Regions from separate parts of the Mus musculus genome. Here region 2 is linked to region 1. A link is a contact called in public promoter capture Hi-C data. All regions are on one chromosome and are shown on one strand. The core of a region is the stretch at or near the end of the contact, and the rest is flanking DNA. Distances in the headings are between cores, read along the strand shown.

Evidence for each region. Capture Hi-C pulls out chosen DNA fragments and counts their contacts.
Region 2: a promoter capture Hi-C map of adipose tissue shows a contact between it and region 1. The contact joins the promoter of Qprt here to the promoter of Zg16 in region 1. A contact is called at or near these places in 4 of 39 promoter capture datasets (the SN4741 cell line, embryonic stem cells, macrophages and 1 more), 1 of 15 datasets of contacts at CTCF or cohesin (large pre-B cells), 1 of 484 Hi-C or Micro-C datasets (bone marrow-derived macrophages), 6 of 115 datasets of contacts at active chromatin or transcription factors (CD8 T cells and embryonic stem cells) and 5 of 9 other capture datasets (adipose tissue, embryonic stem cells, liver and 2 more).

Annotation. Positions count from the first base shown.
Region 1 is chr7:127,049,555-127,054,999 of GRCm38.p6, reverse strand. It overlaps Zg16 (zymogen granule protein 16), which reads left to right and starts at 2,325. Exons shown (of 4, transcript NM_026918.3): 1 at 2,325-2,367; 2 at 3,020-3,081; 3 at 3,241-3,373; 4 at 4,401-4,844. The coding sequence starts at 3,027. The coding sequence ends at 4,716.
Region 2 is chr7:127,118,088-127,124,003 of GRCm38.p6, reverse strand. Qprt (quinolinate phosphoribosyltransferase) reads left to right here and starts at 1,975. Exons shown (of 4, transcript NM_133686.1): 1 at 1,975-2,031. The coding sequence starts at 2,019. It also overlaps a transcript of Spn not described here.

The DNA.
Region 1 (5,445 bases), core at 1,076-3,575:
TATCCTCTCACACCCCCTTCTTTCATTGCTTCATAGCTTTGACATATTTTATACTAACATCAATTTGTCCAATTCCTCTCATTGGAACAGAAGGTTTCTGAAGTAGGCTGTTGGCTCCCTTGCTACCTCTCTGGCAAAATGGGGTCTCCAACATAGTCATCAACATAGGTTGAGTTTGTTTCGTTACCAAGGGAACAGAGGAAAAGGAGGAATGTCAGTAATCCTGCAGTAGCAGAAAGCTTTGGAAGGTGTTGGCGGTTCATTGTAGAACCAGGGATGAGGTGAGGTTTATAGCACATCATCTAGAATTAGTGGGCAAGTGGGCTTTGGATGGAACCCGGGTTACAGGTACCTCCGGACAACGGAGGCTACTGAGATAGCAGCCTGTGAGTCTACCCTGTAGACTTTTCCTGACTTTGAATGCCTCAGTCACCAGCTCAGATGCAATCTTAGAGTTACCTACCATAGCTTTGTGATGACCTCCTTGTCTCTGAACAGATCAGGGAGGGATTTTGAGATACGTCCCACCAGAGGAATCTCTTAGACTTCGGGAAGAAGGACTTGCTGTAAGGAAACCTCAGAACCAGGTTGAGGAGGTGGGGCGCTCCTGACTCCGCATAGGAAGAGTAAGAGCAATAGATTGAAACTGTGACAAGTTAGGTAGACTTCTGTCCCAAAGGTCCTGGGTATGTCATGTAAGAAATACAAGCATATCCCCCCAGGGTTTGGTATCAGACTGTGTGTATGATGTGCCCCAATAACAAAAAGAGAGAGCCAGATGACACTGAGAGGAAAGACGCTAGAGGGAGGGCTTGGGAGAGACGGGAAGTAAGGAAGTGAAGACTCCAGTGGCTATGTCCAGGGAAGGGAAAGAATAAAAACAAAGGAACTTAGAGTCGGAAATGTGGGGAACATCAGCACATACGCAGAATGGGAACGAAAAGCAGCGGAATGGACAGAAAACGAGGGGAGTGAGGCCAGTGATACTCTTGAACATGGAGAAGAGGAGAGGAAGGGGAGGTGGAATAGTGGTGGCTGTCTGGCTCTATTCCTGGGATCTATTATCACCAGGAGCCCTGCCCTATTTCTGGTTCCTCAGGGCAGGACTCTAGCTATCTGGGATGAGTTTTCAGTCCCAGATGGTGAGCCTGCAAGGCAAGGGGTGTATGCTCTGAATTCCTGACTGCGGGTCATTAAGGCCTGACACTGCTTATTCTAGCTCCTCCCTAGGCTCCAACCTCTCTGCTGGGAAGGTCCTGGTGACTCAGGGATCACAGGGCTGGTCTAACAGGGTCTCAAGTACTAGTACTTAGGGGTCCGGTCTAGGGACTTTAGATCAAGAGGAAATCAGCCTTGGAAGGGAAGGACCTAAAGGAAGAAGAAATCAACAGCATTGATCTGAGGTGTTTCAGACCTAAGGAAAGGGACAGCTCACTCTGGTGATCTATAACCATGGTGCCTGGAGGTCCTGAGGGTCTAGTCCTCACAGAGTGTCTAAGTATTCGCAGAGGAGGACTTGTATAAACTCTGTCCCTCTGCTTCCCACATGCCCATTGGACTGCCCACTTGTAGCCCCAGGCTCCCCTTCTCAGAGAAAAAAAGACTTGAGAAGTGTCTGACTGAGGATGGGTAGATGTAAGGATGAAGGACAGATAGCCCAGGCATGGCAAAGCATTAATAACATCAGACTTTGTGATATAGGTGCTCACTATTTATTTTTTTAAGCTTTATAATTAGATTTTTTCATAATATAATACCAACAAATAGAGAAAAATTATCAGGCAAATATTTGGCACTGCTCAGAGTTGAAAGTGATTTTGTTTTCTAGGAGAAGATGTATCACAAATGACTGTTGAGGTTGACAGTTACCTGGGGTCAGTTCTTGGGGCTGACCTAGGGCAAGGACTGATTCTCAGGGATGAATACCTACAGCTCTTGGATTACATTCTCATTTGTTTGTTTGTGTTTTCAGACAGGGTCTCATCTACAGCCCAGCCTGGCCTTGAACTCATGACCCTCTCCCCACCCCTCAAATGTTGGTATTACAGACATGAGCCACCATGTCTGGATTAATCACACTCTTTAAATACTAACTGCTTTCCCCACCCTTCAGGTGGACTTTTAGCAAATTGTCTCTTCACAAACCTGGCACATTGTCTAGAGTGGACCCCACCTTGCCACCTGTAACCCTTGCGGGAGAGGCAGGATAAGATGTTCCAGGCCTGCTTGACACCTGACCCTAAGAAGCTGATCATGTTTGCTCAGCAGGTGAGGTTCACAGGATAAAGAACAGTGGGAGGGCTTGGACCTGGTATAAAAGCTCTGGAAATTTCTAGAAGACTAGCATCTGCAACTTCTAGGGGAAAGGTAAGTTGGGAGATACTCAGAGATGAGCTAGAAAAGACAATGCCTGGACTGTAGCAGGGGAGACTTGGGTATCAGCTCCTGGATGTGAGCTGCTTTGGAGTGCAAAGATGTCTGGTTTTGGCTGAGGGATGCTTGGGGGGATGGATATGGACAGTTTGGCTGGTGGAGACAGGGTTATGATACACAGACAAGTTGCCTGGGATCTGATGTCTTGAGCTCACACATATCCCTCCTATTAGCCTCTCTCAGCTCCACCAGGTCTTCTCAGACCCTTGTCGTTGGCACAGTGTCTTCTGTCATCTCCTTTGCTCCCAAGGTCACATGGAGGCACCTCTAAAATCTTCTTTGCCTTGATTTAAGAGTAGAATGATGCTAGAGACTTAAGTGTGCCTCAGATACTTCATAGACTAGATGACTTCAGGTAGGTTTTGCTCAGATTCTTGGTTCACCAACTCAACTGCCTCAGGACTCTGGAGATGGCCTTTACTTCCTCTTCAGAAAGCTCTCTTGTTTATTGTGCGGGGATGGAGGAAGGCTTGACTCAGCTGGACAGACTGAAAGGAAGTTAGGATTCTCTTTTGGATCTGGAGAGACGAGTAGCCACAGTCACATCACGGAATGAGCTTTCTTTTTAACTTTCTTCCCACCGCAGCCTCAGAATGTTGGCCGTCGCCCTCTTAGTCCTTCTTTGTGCCTCGGCCTCTGCTAATTCCAGTAAGTGAAATGCCACAGGGAGATCATGGGAAGGCAGCCCGTGTACTGCCGCTGGCCAGGATTGTCAGAGGCTGGCTTGGGTGGTGGGAGGCAGGAGGGTATGGGGGACAGCTGTGCTCCCAGAGCATCTGTGCCTCCAGGCCTTTCTTTCCCCTCTAGTTCAGTCCAGGACATCCTCTTACAGTGGAGAGTATGGAGGTAAAGGAGGAAAGCGATTCTCTCATTCTGGCAACCAGCTGGACGGCCCCATCACCGCCTTCCGTATCCGGGTCAACAGATACTACATAGTAGGGTAAGAGTCTCTGCGTTTCTGTACGTTGGGATCTGTCTAGGACCTTGCTAAGTTGGAAAGTTCTCGCTGACCTTGGGTCGCACCTGTGCACACCTTGGCACGTTGTAATCACAAACACCCAGGAGCCTTACATTACCTGGGTTGGATTTCACCTTTGGTTTAAACCTATTTCCAACATTTCTGTTGAGCATCCTTTGTCCCTGCTTGTTGTCTGTCCTGGAATAGTTCTATCCCACCCTCCAGCTGGAAACTTCCATCACATGAAGAGCCAAATGTATTTCTTTCTGTTCCATGTTCTGAACCATGAGCCAGTTGTTGGCTTGTCTCTTCCCTGTCTGGCCTGGGCAGTCTTCTGGTGTTTGAAATCCTCGGGCCTCTTTGAAGTGTGTATTGTGAGCAAACTCAGACTCTTGTTGTCTAAGTGACCCTGAGAAACTAACTTTCGTTCCACAAGCCTATTTGCCATTAAAAAGAGAGGCTAAGATTCTCTGCATGGTCTCCTAGGGCTCACGCAGCCTTTATAACATATGGAATTTGTCACCAGCCTGAAGTTCTCAGCATGTAGTCGAAGAAGTCTTGATTTTATTTTATTTTTTTAAGATTTATTTGTTTATTTTTATGTATGCGAGTATACTGTTGCTCTCTTCAGACACACCAGCAGAGGGCATCAGATCCCATTATGGATGGTTGTGAGCAACCATGTGGTTGCTGGGATTTGAACGCAGGATCTCTGGAAGAGCAGTCACTGCTCTTATCCTCTGAGCCATCTCTCCAGGTCAGAAATCTTTTTTCATTTGTTATGCTGGTGTGCACAATGTGTGTGGGTGTTCAAACGCCTCATTGTGCGTGTGGAAGCCATGTGGGAATGGGGTTCTCTCCCTCCACATGTGGGTCCTAGGGGTTGAACTAAGGTTGTCAGGTTTCGCAGCAAGCGTTTCTACCAGCTGAGGCATCTCGGCAGCCTGGTCTTGAATTTTGATAATCATGTCCAATGTGTTCCTTCTTCTCTTCTCACCCCTGCCTCCAGTCTCCAGGTGCGCTATGGCACAGTGTGGAGTGACTATGTAGGTGGCACACAGGGAGACCTGGAGGAGATCTTTCTGCACCCCGGGGAATCTGTGATCCAGGTGTCTGGCAAGTACAAATCATACGTGAAGCAGATGATCTTCGTGACGGACAAGGGCCGCTACCTGCCTTTTGGAAAAGCCTCAGGCACAAGTTTCAACGCTGTTCCCTTGCATCCCAACACTGTCCTCCGTTTCATTAGTGGGCGATCTGGCTCTGCCATAGATTCTATTAGCCTGCACTGGGATACCTACCCTAGCCACTGCAACACTTGCTGAATGAAACCCACCTTCCTTTCTGTCAGGGGTGCTGTGTGTGTATGGGGGTGGTGGTGGTGAGAACTCCCTTATCACCAAGCCCCATGAAAGTATGCAAATAGCTTAATAAAAGGATATGGTTAAAGACAGTGTTTTTCCACATCCTAATTCTAGTAGAAATGTGTGAATCGTATTTCTGGCTTTAAAAAAAATGAAAATAATGTTTTTGAGACAGAGTCTCTCTACATAGCCCTGGCTGTTTTGAAACTCACTATGTATACCAGGCTGGCCTCGAACTCACAGAAATTGACTTTATTTCTGCCTCTGCTTCCAGAGTGCTGGGGTTAGAGGGGTGTGCCACCACGACTGGAGATCTACCTGGCTCTGCCTCCTGAGCGCTGGGATTATCATTGCCTGGTGGGGCTTTTCTTTATACATTATCAAAAAGAGACAATATTCTGCCTACACTGGCTCTTTCCAAAGATAACCCCTGAGAATTTTTCCTAATAATTCAGAGGCTAGGGTAAGGCTCAGTTGCACCAACTTGCTAAAACTATCTCAAAAAAAAAAAATCAAAAACAAAAGAGGAAATTCTAAGTGAGCCATAGTGGTGCACTATAATTGAGAGACTAGGCTAATCTGGTCTATATAGTAAGTTCAAGGCTAGCTAGGGCTACATAGTGAGACCCTAAGTAAGAGGCTAAAGGCGGAAGAAAGATTGTCACAGGTTTAAGGCCATCATGGGAGCAT
Region 2 (5,916 bases), core at 726-3,225, 69 kb before region 1:
AATGATGTTCTTTATAAGAGTTGCCTTGATCATGCTGTCTCTTCACAGCAAAGGAAACCCTGACTAAGACACACTATAACATCAGAGGTCATATCTTATCCACAGGGCAGTGTTACTGCTGGCAAACAGCTGATCCCACTGGCCGGTCCCAGGGACCTACTGGCTGCTTACATCATTACCTGCCACCACCAGGTGTGCCAGGTATGAGCTCCCAGACACCCCAGATCCTTCTCTGTGTCTTCTTTCTGCTCTCTCTGCCTTGTCTCATGTTTCTTTCTCCTATTCCCTTTCCTTGTCTGTCTGCCTGTCAGTTTGCCTCTATCTCCTTCATGTTCTCTCCTCCCCAATAAACCTCTTATACTAGATCTGTTTTGTGGAGTAATTTCTCATGGGAACCTTGGCATGAGTCAAGGGTACCCTACCACTCTCGCTTGCATCTATCCTGTCAGTTACAGCGTGATGGGTCCAGCACTAGGTAAGATACATGTCTTTCCCCTCCCAGAAGCCTGTATGGCATTGTGCAGGCTAGCCAACAGGGAGAAAGTTTCCTGGTCAGCTCAAGGTTAATTTTGTTATGTTCTGCATTAGGAGTGGTATTCTCAGCAATCGAGTCTCACCCTGTAGTTACGGTGCACAGCCAAGAGCAATAGCAGTAGTGTGCTGTTTTCGGAGCATCTGGAGCCTTACTGACCAGTAACTCACAGGGAGAGGGCTCACCCCGGCACTGAGGTTCTCATTTAATAATTCATGTCTTCTGGGAAGCACTCATGCAGGGTACTTCTGCTCAACTCCCTATTTAAAAAATATTATATATTTAAAAATAGCTTTCAGAACAGTGGGTTCCTGCAATGCTTCCTCATATACGCTTAGTTTGGGCTTCCCTTCCCCCCACCCTTTTCTGAATCTCTTTTCTTCACTTTAACCCTGAGTCTCTCTCTCTCTCTCTCTCTCTCTCTCTCTCTCTCACTCTCTCTCTCTCTCTCTCTCTCTCGTTTCACATCTCAGTGTTCTACTATCTTCACTAATAGTTTTTTCTTGGGTTGGAAGATGGTTTCCCTATAGCTTTTTCATATACCTTTTATTTTGGCTAACCTTGCTCCCTCCCCCAGGTTTGACCCTTCCCCATTCCATCCTTCTCTACTTTATTTCCCTGACCCAGCCCTTAGGTATCCACCCTTGTGGTCCATCTCTAGTTTTCTGGCTCCCACGTGTACTCCAGGTTAAACATACATGACCAAAGATTTAGAGCTAGGAGCCACATATGATCCAGAACATGCAATATTTCTCAGTCTGCTACAAAGTCACTGATGCTACAGTCTCCTCCGTCACCCTTAGGGCCTCATCCAAAACCCCTCCTCCAAATTTCTATAAATTTGGGGGGGTAAGTTTTCAACACACTGACTTTGGGGGAGCACATTCAGACTGCAGCTCTCAGGAAAAGTGGGAGGGATGAGGGGATATTTGTGGGGTTCCTACTCTGTCCCTCAGAAAATTTGAGATAAAAAGAGAATGGGCCGCATGTGCTTGTGCGCGCTTTAATCCTAGCACGGGCTGGGGACACAGGAGGTGGATCTATACAGTGAGAGCCTCTCTCTGGTGGGGTTAGGGAGAACGGAATTGGGGCTTGAGTGCAGGTCTGGGATCCACGATTTTCCCAGCACACCACTAACAAGGCTTTCCGGCCCTCATAGGAGAGTGAGGTCCGGCATTCATGGCCCTGCACTCCGAGGGAGCTCCAGCAGGGCTGGAAGTGGAGAAAACAGGGCCTGTTTGGTGCCAGAGGAGTCAGAATTTCTAAGTGCTCACAGCTGAGCACTTCCCACTGATTCTGGGGTTCGCAGTGGGGCTGGCTCAGCGAGGGTCCAAAGAGGTGTACCGTGAGGGCTCTTAGGAAGGACTGACCCAGCTCGGCCCCTCCCTCCCCTCTCTCTGGCAGCCCCACCCCCAGCCTCAGCTTCTGGGAACATTCGACCTGAACTGTGGTGAACACACTGACCCGCTGGCTGCTCCAAGTCACCATGGACCCTGAAGGTGACCTAAGTCTCTGCTCTGTGTTCCTGTTTTCTATGTCCCCTACTGCCCGTCCCTCTTCCTATTTCAGCCATCTGCCTCCCTCTCTCTTCTCTAAAGAACCCCTTGTGGCCTCTCCTTGGATCTTGTTCCCAAGTCCGCTTCTCTCTGTCTTGTTTGAACCTCCAAAATCCTCCTCTTGCTTCGCGGTTCTTTCTGTGTTGAGCCCTACGGAAGGGCAGAAGCTTGGGAACAGAATGGATGGGGTTGCTCTGCTGGGGTCAGATGGACTGGTAGTGGGAGTTTGGAAAGGGGAGCAGCCCTGGACTCTGTCCCTTGTTAGCAGCCAAGAGAAGCGGAGGCAAAGTCCGGTCTCATCCCTGTAGAGTGTGGGGGGCGGGGAGGGGATGAAGTCGGAGACTGCGCTCAGGCCGCAGAGTCTGGCTTGGGACTCACAGCACCTGCTTGAGCCTAGAGTGCATCAAGGACAGGCTGCAGGGCCATCGGAAGACTTCTACAGCCTCACAGCCTCTTTTTCTTGCAGTAGCATTGGGTCTGGGGTGTAGCTCAGTGGTCGACACTTGCGCAGCATGCTTAAGACCTTCCACCCTAGTAGGTTTGCCGCTCTTATTTAAATCTTTTGTGTTTCCCTTTCCTCCCTGGGGCCTCCTCCCCCATCCTCCCCACTTTCCTGCCGGTTTGCATGCAACTCCTCTGGCCTGCCTGTGGAGCCTGCTCTGGATTTGTAGGTCTGGCTAGAATCTGGGGAGTTGCCTGTGCTGATCGGGCTGGCCTCAAACTTACCGAAATTTGCCGCCGGCCGCCTGCCAAGTGCTGGGATCAAACCCGTGTGTTCTGCCTGGTCTGCCTTTCCCTCCTAACATTAACACTGCCCTGGATTTGAGGCCAGGGGATTCACAGCTGTGGGAACCCTGGGAAGTTACCCAGAAGGATTCTAGGTTTCTGCATCTGGAAGATGCTTCAGGGTGGTAGGGAAACTCAACCACCTTTGCAAGTGTCCCGGTTCCTGAGTTCTTTACTGAGGAACTGTGGGTGGGTGTTCAGGGAGGGCATGGATGCCCAACATGAATATGAAATTCTGAGAAAATAGCCATGGATTCCCTTTTCTGAGAAAGGGGGTTCAATAATGGCATTTTTCATCCAACCCGGGTTTCTGAATTTTTAAACTTATTATTGTATGTGAGTGCATGGTGGTGGGGGTGTCAGGTGTCACAGTGTGGAGGTCAGAGGACATCTTTTCAGAGGTTGTTCTCTTCTTCTTTCCACCTTTGTACGTCTCTGGGGATGGAGCTTGGGGCCTCCTGAACTGTCTTTCCCCTCTGATTATTCATTTAGTTTTGAGACAGGTCCTCACTGTGGAGCCCTAGCTGGGCTGGAACACTCAGCAATCTTCCTGCCTATGCCTCCCGGGTGCCGAGATTAAAGGGGTGTGCCTGGTTTTGTTTATTCCTAAGACAGAGTATTTTTTTAATATTTTAAATTCTGTTTATGCATGGCAGGAGTTATGCACACATGTGTGGGGTTGCCAGATGCCATAGGCATTGGGTCTCCCTACAGTTACAGGCGGTTGTGAGCCACCTGATGTGTGTGCTAGGAACAGAACTTGGATCTTCTGCAAGAACAGTGTGGACTTAACCTTTGAGCCTCAGTGATATGCAGGGCCACATCTCCAGGGTCTTGATTCACAGCCCAACATGGCTTGCAACTCATGTAGCTCAGAGTGACCTTGAACTTACGATGAGCCCCAGCCTCCCAAGTGCTGACATTACTGGTGTGTGATCCACCACAGGCTCCAGACCCAAATTCTTAATAAGAATAAATTAAAAACCTCACATACTCAAGGATGGGGTCTCGAGAGAGGGCTCAGTGGGTAAAGTACCAGCCTTACCAGCATGAGTTCAGATTCCCCAGGACTCACACAAAAGTTAGCCTGCAATGCTCACACTCGGTGTGTTGAAGAGGCGGAGGGGTGGGAGTTGTAGGCAGATCCTGAGTTGAGCTCAGGAATGATAGAAAAACACAGTAGACATTAGCCAGGTGTGAGTTTGAGGCCAGCCTGGTCTACATAGTGAGTTTCAAGAGGATCAGAGCTACACACTGAGGTCTTGTCTTGAAAAAGAAAAGCACACTGGTCATTAGTCTCTGGCCTCTATACACAGGCTCAAATGTGTGTGCGTGCACACACGTGCACATACACACTCACACACACTCCCCTCATGGACATCTCTGTGGCCTCCCAAGCACAGAGCTTAGAGGGGACCCCAGAGTCACCTACATAAAATCCCATTTCTGACACTTGACAGCTATGCCACCTAGACCCCATACTTCACCTTGCTGTGCTCAGCTTTCTTGTTGGTAAATTAAAAATAGTGTCTTTCCCAGAGGATTGTGGGATTAAACACCTTCACAAAGGGCTGGTAGCCAGAAACAGGGTAGAGAGGGAGCCTTCAACTTTGTCCCTGTTCTTTGTTGTTTGAGTCAGGATTTCTCTGGGTAGCCATGGCTATCCTAGAACTCACTCTGTAGATCAGGCTGACCTTGAACTCCGAGCTCCACTTCTGGAACCCTGACTCTCCATGTTTGGCGAGTCAGACTCTCTTCCTGTTTCTTCATGAGCTGGAGATGGAGGTTCCTCCCACTCACCCTATTGGCCTCTCGGAGCCAATGCTCACATCGCAGGACTCACCTCCCAGCATCTGGTCCTTTCTCTTTTGCTTCCCTCTGCCCTTAAGGTTCTGGTCCACACTGCTGCCTCAAGCATGTGACATCTGATGTTTGACTCTGGCTCAGGCAGAAGGCTGGCGAGGACCAGTGACCTGCATAACATAAGCCAGGACACGGTAGACAAGGAAAGGGCTCGACACCCAGGCTGGGGAGTCAGGGAAACAAAGGGTCAGCCAGTCTAGAGTGCCACAGAAGTCCCTGGGAGCCAGTAGACACAGTGGGCATACTGGGCAAGGACTGAGCCCTGGAGCTGTGACCTTGATGTGACCTTTAGAAGCACACCCTGTTGTCACAGTTCACTCTGGTTCACCGCCTCTCGCCAAAGCTCTTTCAATAGCTTCCTAACCAAGAACCCTAGACACGGTTTAAATGTATACATGTGTGCAGGCAAGCATGCGCCATAGAGTGGAGGTCAGAGGGCAACTTCCTGGAGTCAGTTCTCTCCTTCCACCACGTGGGTTCTGGGAATAAACTAAGTCATCAGACTTGAAGGCAAGTGACTTTGCACACTGAGCCGGCTCACTGGCCCCTAAATATTAAAACCGCAATCTTCATTGTTTTTATCCTCTGACTTCCAATCAAAATTCTATAGTGACTCTATAGAGCCTGGCTCTGCCTGGCTCTGCCTGGCTCTTTTCACTACGCATCTTTTTCTCTCTTTCCTTTCTCTCTTTCCTTTCTCAGAACCTGAACCACATTTGCCAGTATCCACCACATCTCCAGGGTGCCTGCAGCCTCTCTCTACCATTGAGCAGTCTCTCTGGAGGAGGTCTAACTTGTGTTCAGAGCCAGCCCTTTGCAGCCTCTCCTTCGCCCTCACACTCTCAGCAAATCATCCCCCCGCCACCCCTCCAAGTGTGTGCGCCGCTCCAGCCCTCGGTCATAGGGGGTCTCTACTGGGTCCTATTTGGAAGTCATTTCTGTTCCCTAGGAAATGAGGGTATTTGGAAAGGACGCATCAGGGAGGAGCTGTGTTGACTAGCCTCTATCTCCACCTGCTGTTTGTCCAATGAATCAACAAAGAAAGCCGAGGGAAGAGCTGAGCTGGGAGACAGACTCCTGAGCCCTGACACTGGTGGCTAGGCTGGACTCAGATGTGAGTGTCCCTCTGCCTCACAACAGGCAGTCCTGTGACTCCTGTGACAATCACCTTCAGAGAGC